Linked DNA regions of Salmo salar: region 1 is linked to region 2. Evidence: chromatin contacts called from public Hi-C data. All regions are on one chromosome and are shown on one strand. Each heading gives the region's core, a stretch centred on a gene start, on an enhancer-like site or on the middle of the called end of the contact. The rest is flanking DNA. Distances are from core to core; before and after follow the strand shown. Region 1 holds the start of LOC106561252 (mothers against decapentaplegic homolog 7). Region 2 holds the start of LOC106561224 (CBP80/20-dependent translation initiation factor).

Region 1 (4,751 bases), core at 2,115-4,614, 300 kb before region 2:
TCAGAAGTTTACATACACTCAATTAGTATTTAGTAGCATTGACTTTAAATTGTTTAACTTGGGTCAAACGTTTTGGGTAGCCTTCCACAAGCTATCCACAATAAGTTGGGTGAATTCTGACAGAGCTGGTGTAACTGAGTCAGGTTTGTAGGCCTCCTTGCTCGCACACTCTTTTTCAGTTCTGCCCACAAATGTTCTATAGGATTGAGGTCAGTGCTTTGTGATGGCCACTCCAATACCTTGACTTTGTTGCCCTTAAGCCATTTTGCCACAACTTTGGAAGTATGCTTGGGGTCATTGTCCATTTGGAAGACCCATTTGCGACCAAGCTTTAACTTCCTGACTGATGTCTTGAGATGTTGCTTCAATATATCCACATCATTTTCTTACCTCATGATGCCATCTATTTTGTGAAGTGCACCAGTCCCTCCTGCAGCAAAGCCCCCCCACAACATGATGCTGCCACCCCTGTGCTTCATGGTTGGGATGGTGTTCTTCAGCTTGCAAGCCCCCCCTTTTTCCTCCAAACATAACGATGGTCATTATGGCCAAACAGTTATATTTTTGTTTCATCAGACCAGAGGACATTTCTCCAAAAAGTACGATCTTTGTCCCCATGTGCAGTTGCAAACCGTAGTCTGGCTTTTTTTATGGCGGTTTTGGAGCAGTGGCTTCTTCCTTGCTGAGCAGCCTTTCAGGTTATGTCGATATAGGACTCATTTTACTGTGGATATAGATACTTCTGTATCTGTACCTGTTTCCTCCAGCATCTTCACAAGGTCCTTTGCTGTTGTTCTGGGATTGATTTGCACTTTTCGCACCAAAGTACGTTCATCTCTAGGAGACAGAATGCATCTCCTTCCTGAGCGGTATGATGGCTGCGTGTACTATTGTTTGTACAGATGAATGTGATACCTTCAGGTGTTTGAAAATTGCTCCCAAGGATGAATCAGACTAGTGGTGGTCTACACATTTTTTTTCTGAGGTCTTGGCTGATTTCTTTTGATTTTCCCATGATGTCAAGCAAAGAGGCACTGAGTTTGAGGTAGGCCTTGAAATACATCCTCAGGTCTATTGAGTCAAATTATCTCATTTAGCCTATCTCAAGCTTCTAAAGCCATGACATACTTTTCTGGAATTTTCTGAGCTGTTTAAAGGCACAGTCAACTTAGTATATGTAAACTTCTGACCCACTGGAATTGTGATGCAGTGAATTATAAGTGAAATAATCTGTCTGTAAACAATTGTTGGAAAAATTACATGTCATGCACAAAGTAGGTGTCCTAACCGACTTTCCAAACTATAGTTTGATAACAAGAAATGTGTGGAGTGGTTGAAAAATGAGTTTAATTGACTCCAACCTAAGTGTATGTAAACTTCTGACTTCAACTGTATATACACACACACACACTGAGTGTACAAAACATTAAGATTACCTTTCCGATATTGAGTTACGTACCCCTTTTGCTCGGGGGGCTAGTTACCCTGCATTGTTTTCTTTTGCCAATTCGAAATTAAAAATGTATTGATAAAAATAATTCCTGTAAACTGGGTGAATCCACTTTCATTACACAGAGAGACTGAGAGAGAAAAACTCTTTATGTTCTGAACTGCGGTTGTTTTTGGTGTAGATTACTTCCAGACGACCTTAAAAATGTTGGGTGCTGCTGCTGTTGGTTGAGTTTAAACTGTTGTGCGGCGCCAGTGGGGAATCGGTGGAACAATGAGTCTGAGCCATTGACTGTTGGTGCCTGCCATCCTGAATAGAACACACATATCCCATCATCATTACCATCATCCACCCCATCCCAGTGCCCTGCAGCAACACTCACTGCCTTGCCTGACTGGCACCCACATTAACATAGTAGGCTACTGCTGCCTGCCTGCGTCTCCTCCCCTTATGTCTAGAACACAATTAGGCTACAGCAGACGGCATTCTTCAATTTACTCACACAGACCGAGTCAGAGACAGACCTGTCTGTACAGCCAACAAGTCAGTTAAAAGGGTCATATGTTGTCATTCCTTTTGGTAGAGGTTTGTAGACTTTGCGGAGGGAAGGTAGTCTTCTGTCTCCTTTCTACACCCAAGTATAGATAAAGCGGAGTTGCATTCTCTTTATTCTGTCATTTGGATTATGTTTTACAATTAAGCTTTGGTCTCTCTTCTAAATAAATGTAGCTACATTTAATCAGATGGTAGGATCCCTATTAGTCTACACTATCAGGCTGAATGTATCAACAGGAAAAGTTACACATTTTCCCAGCACAAGAAATATATAAACTATAGGCTAGGCCCCATAGTTAGCCTACAGTAGCCTAATGGGACAGGAAACCTCTTTCAAATGGTGGTGCACCAGTCCAGACGATTAGCCTATGTTAATCAAATTAAATTAAATGTTATTGGTCACATACACATATTTAGCAGATGTTATTGCGGGTGTAGTGAAATGCTTGTAGGTTCCAATTTCAGATTTGATCTGATAATGTAGATGTGGAAGTAGCCTACTCAGGCAAACTGAGATTAGCAAACTACTACTGTAGGCCTATAATCTGTTGATTACCAACAGTCACCAGTCTCTGACATGATAGACAACCCAAGTGTGGGATATTATCAAAGAATAAAATACAACAAAACGTTTTGTACAATAACAGTGAACTTGTCCATGATGAGTAGCCTAATGTGTAATAAATAAGTAGGTAACCTATGTCAGATGTATTTCACAGGGAAAATAACTGTGACCAGAGGGAGGCAGTAGTTCGTTGAGACCATTCAGGGGGAAAAGGTTGAGACGTGCAACTAGGTTACCCACCATTAAAGGGAAACATAATAATAATAATAATAGCCTAATAACAATATCAACAATATGGCTGTATTCTAATTGTTGTTATTATAATACCAACAATATTATTATGTGTTGTGTTATTATTATTATTATTATTAGCCTACTATTATGATCAGTGTCAGTCATAGTTAGCCTATTTATATTTATGCCCACCGCATTAATGTGATCATATGGCGCAAAGTAAATAAAAGGTAAAACAAATAATGTTTGGTCAAATATTACCCCGCGGCAACCCTTATCTCTCTTTCAGAGAGAGCGAGAGAGAGTGTGTGTTTCATTTATATAGTAAAATAGCCATTCTAGCTCCATATTTCCCCCCCAACGTGATATTTTCGCCTTGTTTTTACATTTTGTTACTTTGTAACTTCTGGAAATTGAAACTTTTCCTCACCCAACGATTTCTCTGTATGTAAGCTACTTGATCTCTTGTTTGCGCAAGACAATCATTTTTTTTAAGCGACAGGGTGTCTAGACAACCACGTGACGGGGCGCGCCAACGCGCACTGGAGACACAGCTAAGAGCACAGAGTCAGAAAGAGATAGCGAGTGAGAGAAGGCAAGGGCACTTGAGCTATTCGAGTCATTCGCAGACCTTTTCTGAAGATCGCATCACTTCTTTGTCAAACTCAAATCACTTTATTCCTCAGACTACAGAAATTCATTCAAAAAGTGGCTGGATTAATTTATCATGGGATATTTAGAAATATAGGCTGTAGGTAATTCTTGTAATCAAGACTGTTCGGTATTCAATCGGAAACGCAACTACTCTACTCGGGGTAGATTTCTGTCTGGCACTTCAGCGGCTCCAGTTTTGGATTTGCTCATTCGCTTTGGATCTGTTTGGAGGATCCTTTCCTTCTCTCGTAACGTCCAAATCTATATTGAAGATCACATCCTGTGCAGACGGTTATGATATTTAGAAGATAGGGGATAAAACATAGACACTGGCCTTTGTTAAAGCCTTTTTTTGCTGTCGGATCAAGGGTTGTGTGGATTATTTATTTTCTAAAGAAAACGGGCGAGCTTCGTTTTTTTCCCATGGATATATCATTCTAGTATTTTACCAGGATATTTAGCCTACTGGCTCAGAATACCATAAAAATCCTACTCATAACCATATGCGCAAAGTAATGTTACAATGTTTTTCTTTATACATAGCATACTGATGGAATGGAACGAATGTAGCATTTAATGTTCACAGTAGCCTAGCTCTACATTGTAACAATTTATCTATGCTGCTATTTTGTATTCTAGATGCTCAGCGTTCCTACATTGACATTAAGGTTTATGTTTCGATATAGCTGTATATTAGTAGAAGGACTATTATAGTGTTATAATACCGTTAAGGTGATGGTTAATTTCTCCTTACAGAGAAGGTTACTATCACGGCAGGAGCCTTGATTATATATTTTTTTTGTGGGCTTTAGTTTTGAGAAAATTAGACTGGCGTATGCTACAGATTTTCTTTGCTTCTCCACCTCCCGGTTTCTCCATAATAATATATCAGGCTGCTTGTCGTTGCCTGGACTCGGATCCCGGAATCTTCATGATTTGCGGACATCATGCTCGTTTTTTAGCCGGGAAACCCTCTTTTCGTCCCGCATGTTTAGGACCAAACGAACGGGGCTCGTCCGGCGACTCTGGAGGAGCCGTGCGCCCGTCGAGGGCGACGGGGAGGCGGATACACGAACGCATGGATCCGGGGGTTGCTGTATGGGTAAATCGACGAAGGTTGCCGGGAAAACTAGCGCCGGAACGGAGGCTGAATTGAAAGCCCTGACCCACTCGATACTGAAAAAAATCAAAGAGAAACAATTAGAGGGGCTCTTACAAGCGGTGGAGTCAAAGGGGGGTGCACGGAGCCCCTGCCTGCTCCTACCCAGCAAAGTGGACACCAAACTGGGTCAG
Region 2 (4,286 bases), core at 1,429-3,928:
GGACAAGCTAGTTAACCTAGTAATATCATCAACCATGTGTAGTTAACTAGTGATTATGTGAAGATTGATTGTTTTTTATAAGATAAGTTTAACGCTAGCTAGCAACTTACCTTGGCTCATTGCAGCCACAAGGTCCTTTTGACGCTGCACTCGCATAACAGGTGGTCAGCCTGCCACGCAGTTTCCTCGTGGATTGCAATGTAATCGGCCATAATTGACGTCCAAAAAGGCAGATTACCAATTGTTATGAAAACGTTAAAATCGGCCTTAATTAATCGGTCGACCTCTAGTGTGCACTATAACAAGGGGTGGGCTGTGCTGATAGACAGGCTTGATTCATGACACACATTTGACAGACGTACCAAAGGTAACACAAATTCTAGTACCTATCAGTTTTTAATGTTTTAGTATTGAAAAAGTACTGAAGTTTTGGTATACCGTACAACACTACTAGTATGTGACTAGGGTTGTTATGTTAGAGCTGGGCGATATAGACAAAAAAGACATGACAATAAATCGAACTATTTTGCTCGATAACGATAAATACAACGATAAACATTTATGGACAGTTAGGCTTACTTTCCATTAAAGGTAGATTTTTTTTGTGCCAAGTACAACTGAGATGGCATTGCCTATGATTAAAAAAGTTATTTAATCTAACATATGCAGGTAATTCAAGATCGATATTTTGATGTGCAACCTATAGAATCCAGAATGTTCAGATTTATTTTGGGCTCTTCAGAGATGGATTTGCCGACATCTTTGTGCATAGGCCTAGGCTATATTATTAGCCTATTCACCACCTGAGGAAGTGTGAACTCAAAACACTTAGCAGGTATGCCAACTAAATATGATATTGTTACTAGATAGATTCATCAATTAGTCTACATGGCTATCAGTAAATGTAATACCCTACAGAACTTTACAGTGCTAGGTCTAGGCTACTTGATGTAGGCCTATTAAGTGCAAATGGTGGGCACTTCAAAACCATACTACATAGCCTACTCTGGTTGTAAAGTGGTGCCATGAACCCAATATATATTAAATACTCACAGAAAGCTGTGAATTCTGTCCGTAACTAGAACAGTAGTTGCTTTCAAAACGTTATTTTTCCACAATTGCATTTTGAACAATTGTCATATGCTTTTGCTTATAACATATCTATCCCTCCTCTGTATGCACAGTGGGGAGAGGGAGTGAAGAGTGGCTTGCACACACAGCAGCCGACAGTAAAACAGGGATCGAAAGATAATTTTATAGCAGGAATCATAATGCATAGGTTATTACTGTTGACCAAATAATGGTTTTCGAACAAACAAAACAAAATCACCGAAAATTATTAGCTAAGCAAAATACTTCGGTAAGAGGAGGGCAATGTCAGTAGGTTAATTTTCAGTTTATTGTCCTAGTGTGCAAACCACTAAGGTCGATGTCCACACCTCAGTGGAAATCGAATTTGCATAAGACTGTTAAGGGAACATGTAAAAAAAAAATAATACATACATACATACATACATACATACATACATACATACATACATACATACATACATACATAGGACAGACACTTCAGAACAAACTTCCTTTAGATTTTTTGGGGGGCTACCTGTTGTTCCATGTAGTGAATCTGTTATTCAGCGCGTTTGTATGGGCTAATACCAGTAAGGCCAAATAAATATTGAGCAATCTTTTTTTCCTTTTTTTATATTTAGCTAAATAGCTAAAATTCTAAGCCTATTTTCAGTTTGTGACAAAACAAGCAGTGTAGATAATCAGTGTACAATCTAAACCACTGAAATATATTATCAATAACCAAAAATATAGTATTTTCATCTGTTCGAAGCTGGTGTACAACATCAAAAGCAACAACTAAACTTAAGAAGGAGAAGTGTCGAAAATGGCGCACACAACAGATCTTAGACTTGCTTTCAATGACACAGATCTAGAACTACATTTATACGTGAATTTGCTCGGGTTGAACCAAAAAGTTCATACTGCAGCGACCATAAGAATCGACTAGCTGTGTAGCTAGCTAGTTAGCAACTACTAACGTCTCAGCTGGGACAACACTTAGGGGATGGTTTGAGAGTAACACATGCTCGCTAGCTAATAATAACAAGAACAAAAAACGTATTTTAGATATGGAATCTTTTTCAGTGCGTTTTATTTTACCAGGCGCGTGCCTGAAAAACATGTTGACTATCATAAAAAAAGAATGACCACACATCTGTCCGGCCTCGGGCGCTGTCACGCTAGTTAACGGTACCTACGTTAGTTTAATTCATACTCAAACTCAAATCCCAACGTTGCCTACTGTCATATCTATAAAGTTACAAGCCAGTCACAGCTTTCTGTCGAGCCACAATCAGTTGAAATGTCTTTCATCATCATCATTTAGGCACACCAGGTCTCAGGCAGCGAAAACATGCACAACATTGGATCTGGTCACACACCGTAGCTAGCGTTAGATCAACACTCAACTGGCAAACATTATTCCAGCTAGATAGCGAAGCTAAACCATTTACAGAAAACAATATCCTCACCCAAATATTGGATTCGGACGGCTGGGAAATCCGGGATCACCTCCTGATATTAAACCCACTGTGTCATGGGTATATTTCTCGGGAGAGAAACGTATTCGGAAGGAAAAGATTACGTTCCCCGACACACAAGCAGGGGGAAACGCATGAATGTGACGTTTAGTCCGGTTTGCTCGCAGGACGTGTGTACGTGGAGGCTTGGATTCTGGGAGCTGGAGTTCTAGTGAGACATCGCAGTGTAGTTGAAATGTATATATCTTGTAATGATACATACTTATATAGACATTTTAGAAGGATCTATGATGTTATTGGGGGACATTTGATGTGTTTAATTATTTCTGAAGTCAATTTCAGTTTATTGATGTTTTTTATTGTCCCTGTGCTGTGTTTTATCTAGGCCTATTCTAATGCTATTACGGTACAAATGATCCACTGTTCGAATTTTTTATTTAAATTTTATTTCATACAATTTATATTTTTGTGTTTAAATAGATTCGAAGGTACGGACCTTCTCATGCAACAGCCTGCATTGTTATACAATAGACTGTACCATTTATTGTTATCTATAAATAAAATCAAACAACGATCATGTTTTAAGACAAGGAGTTTTTGCTTTGTTATGGTGTTAATTGATTTGAGCGCAGTGATGCGTTATTATCTGTGTGTCCAACGAAGTAACTCAAGCAGAGAAGATCTCTTTGTGGTGTATGTAGCTGATGGCCTGTATTGTATTTTTACTTAAGTCCACAAGTGACCCCTTGTGGGTACTGGATGACATACAACTTTTGCAATCATGATTGTGCAATGACATTTTAACCAGGCCCATTTGGATACCATGGCTTGAAGAAGAGATCTCAGTGACTTACCATGGCTAGAAGGGGTCTCAAAGGAGCATAGGGGGTTTAAAGTGTGTGTGTGTAGGGTGTGCGAGTGAGTGGGTGCCTCAGTCACTAGATCTCAACCCAATTGATCACTTAGGAGAGATTCTGGAGTGGTGCCTGAGACAACGTGTTCCACCACCATCAACAAATCACCAAATAATTACATTTCTCGTGGAAGAATGGTGTTGTATCCCTCCAATAGAATTCCAGACACTTGTAAAATCTATGGCAAGGTTCATTGAAGCTGTTCTGGCTGCTCGTGGTGGCCCAATGCCCTATTTAGAAATGTTATGTTGGCTTTTCCTTTATTTTGGCAATTACCTATATGTCCCGCTGCAATGTAGCTTCTGTAATCATTCAACCCAACTGCTTTTATAGAAAACTGAAACAGATTAAATTGACAGGTTGACTGGTCATCACATATTTTCATGAACCTTTGAATTTGGGACATTACCATATTTAGTGTGTAGACAGCACCTTATGCTTCCAGATGAGAGGAAGACAATTTGTGTAAAAAAATATACAAGTAACATGTCTTATAGCCAAGGGAGATGGTGGAAGGTGCTGCTGGACAACTGTCTTTACGGGGAAGTCAGGTGTTTAATTTACAGCAAGGTGTTCAGTGGTCAGTAGTCGATTTTAATATACAAATGGATCCAGAAAAAAAATACAAAAGCTATATATAAATCTGTCTATCAAACACTTTTAGAGAGAACTACAGCTATTAGGTTTAGGTCTATTGAACCCCACAGTGGAGGTGTCATAATACCCATAAAACCTAGTGGTCAAACAGGGAAATGGTTCCAACCGTTTTTCCACCATTGAAATCCCATAGGGGATTTTAGAAACACTTAAAATAAGGGCT

The links. A called contact is a pair of places that touch in the nucleus more often than the background predicts.
Region 1: a Hi-C map of muscle shows a contact between it and region 2, with 10 times the contacts expected there. The contact joins the promoter of LOC106561252 here to the promoter of LOC106561224 in region 2. A contact is called at or near these places in 2 of 3 Hi-C or Micro-C datasets (gill and muscle).

What each region holds. Positions count from the first base shown.
Region 1 is chrssa01:123,699,366-123,704,116 of Ssal_v3.1, reverse strand. LOC106561252 (mothers against decapentaplegic homolog 7) reads left to right here and starts at 3,364. Exons shown (of 4, transcript XM_014124999.2): 1 at 3,364-4,751. The coding sequence starts at 4,446.
Region 2 is chrssa01:123,396,162-123,400,447 of Ssal_v3.1, reverse strand. It overlaps LOC106561224 (CBP80/20-dependent translation initiation factor), which reads right to left and starts at 2,678. Exons shown (of 13, transcript XM_014124986.2): 1 at 2,544-2,678.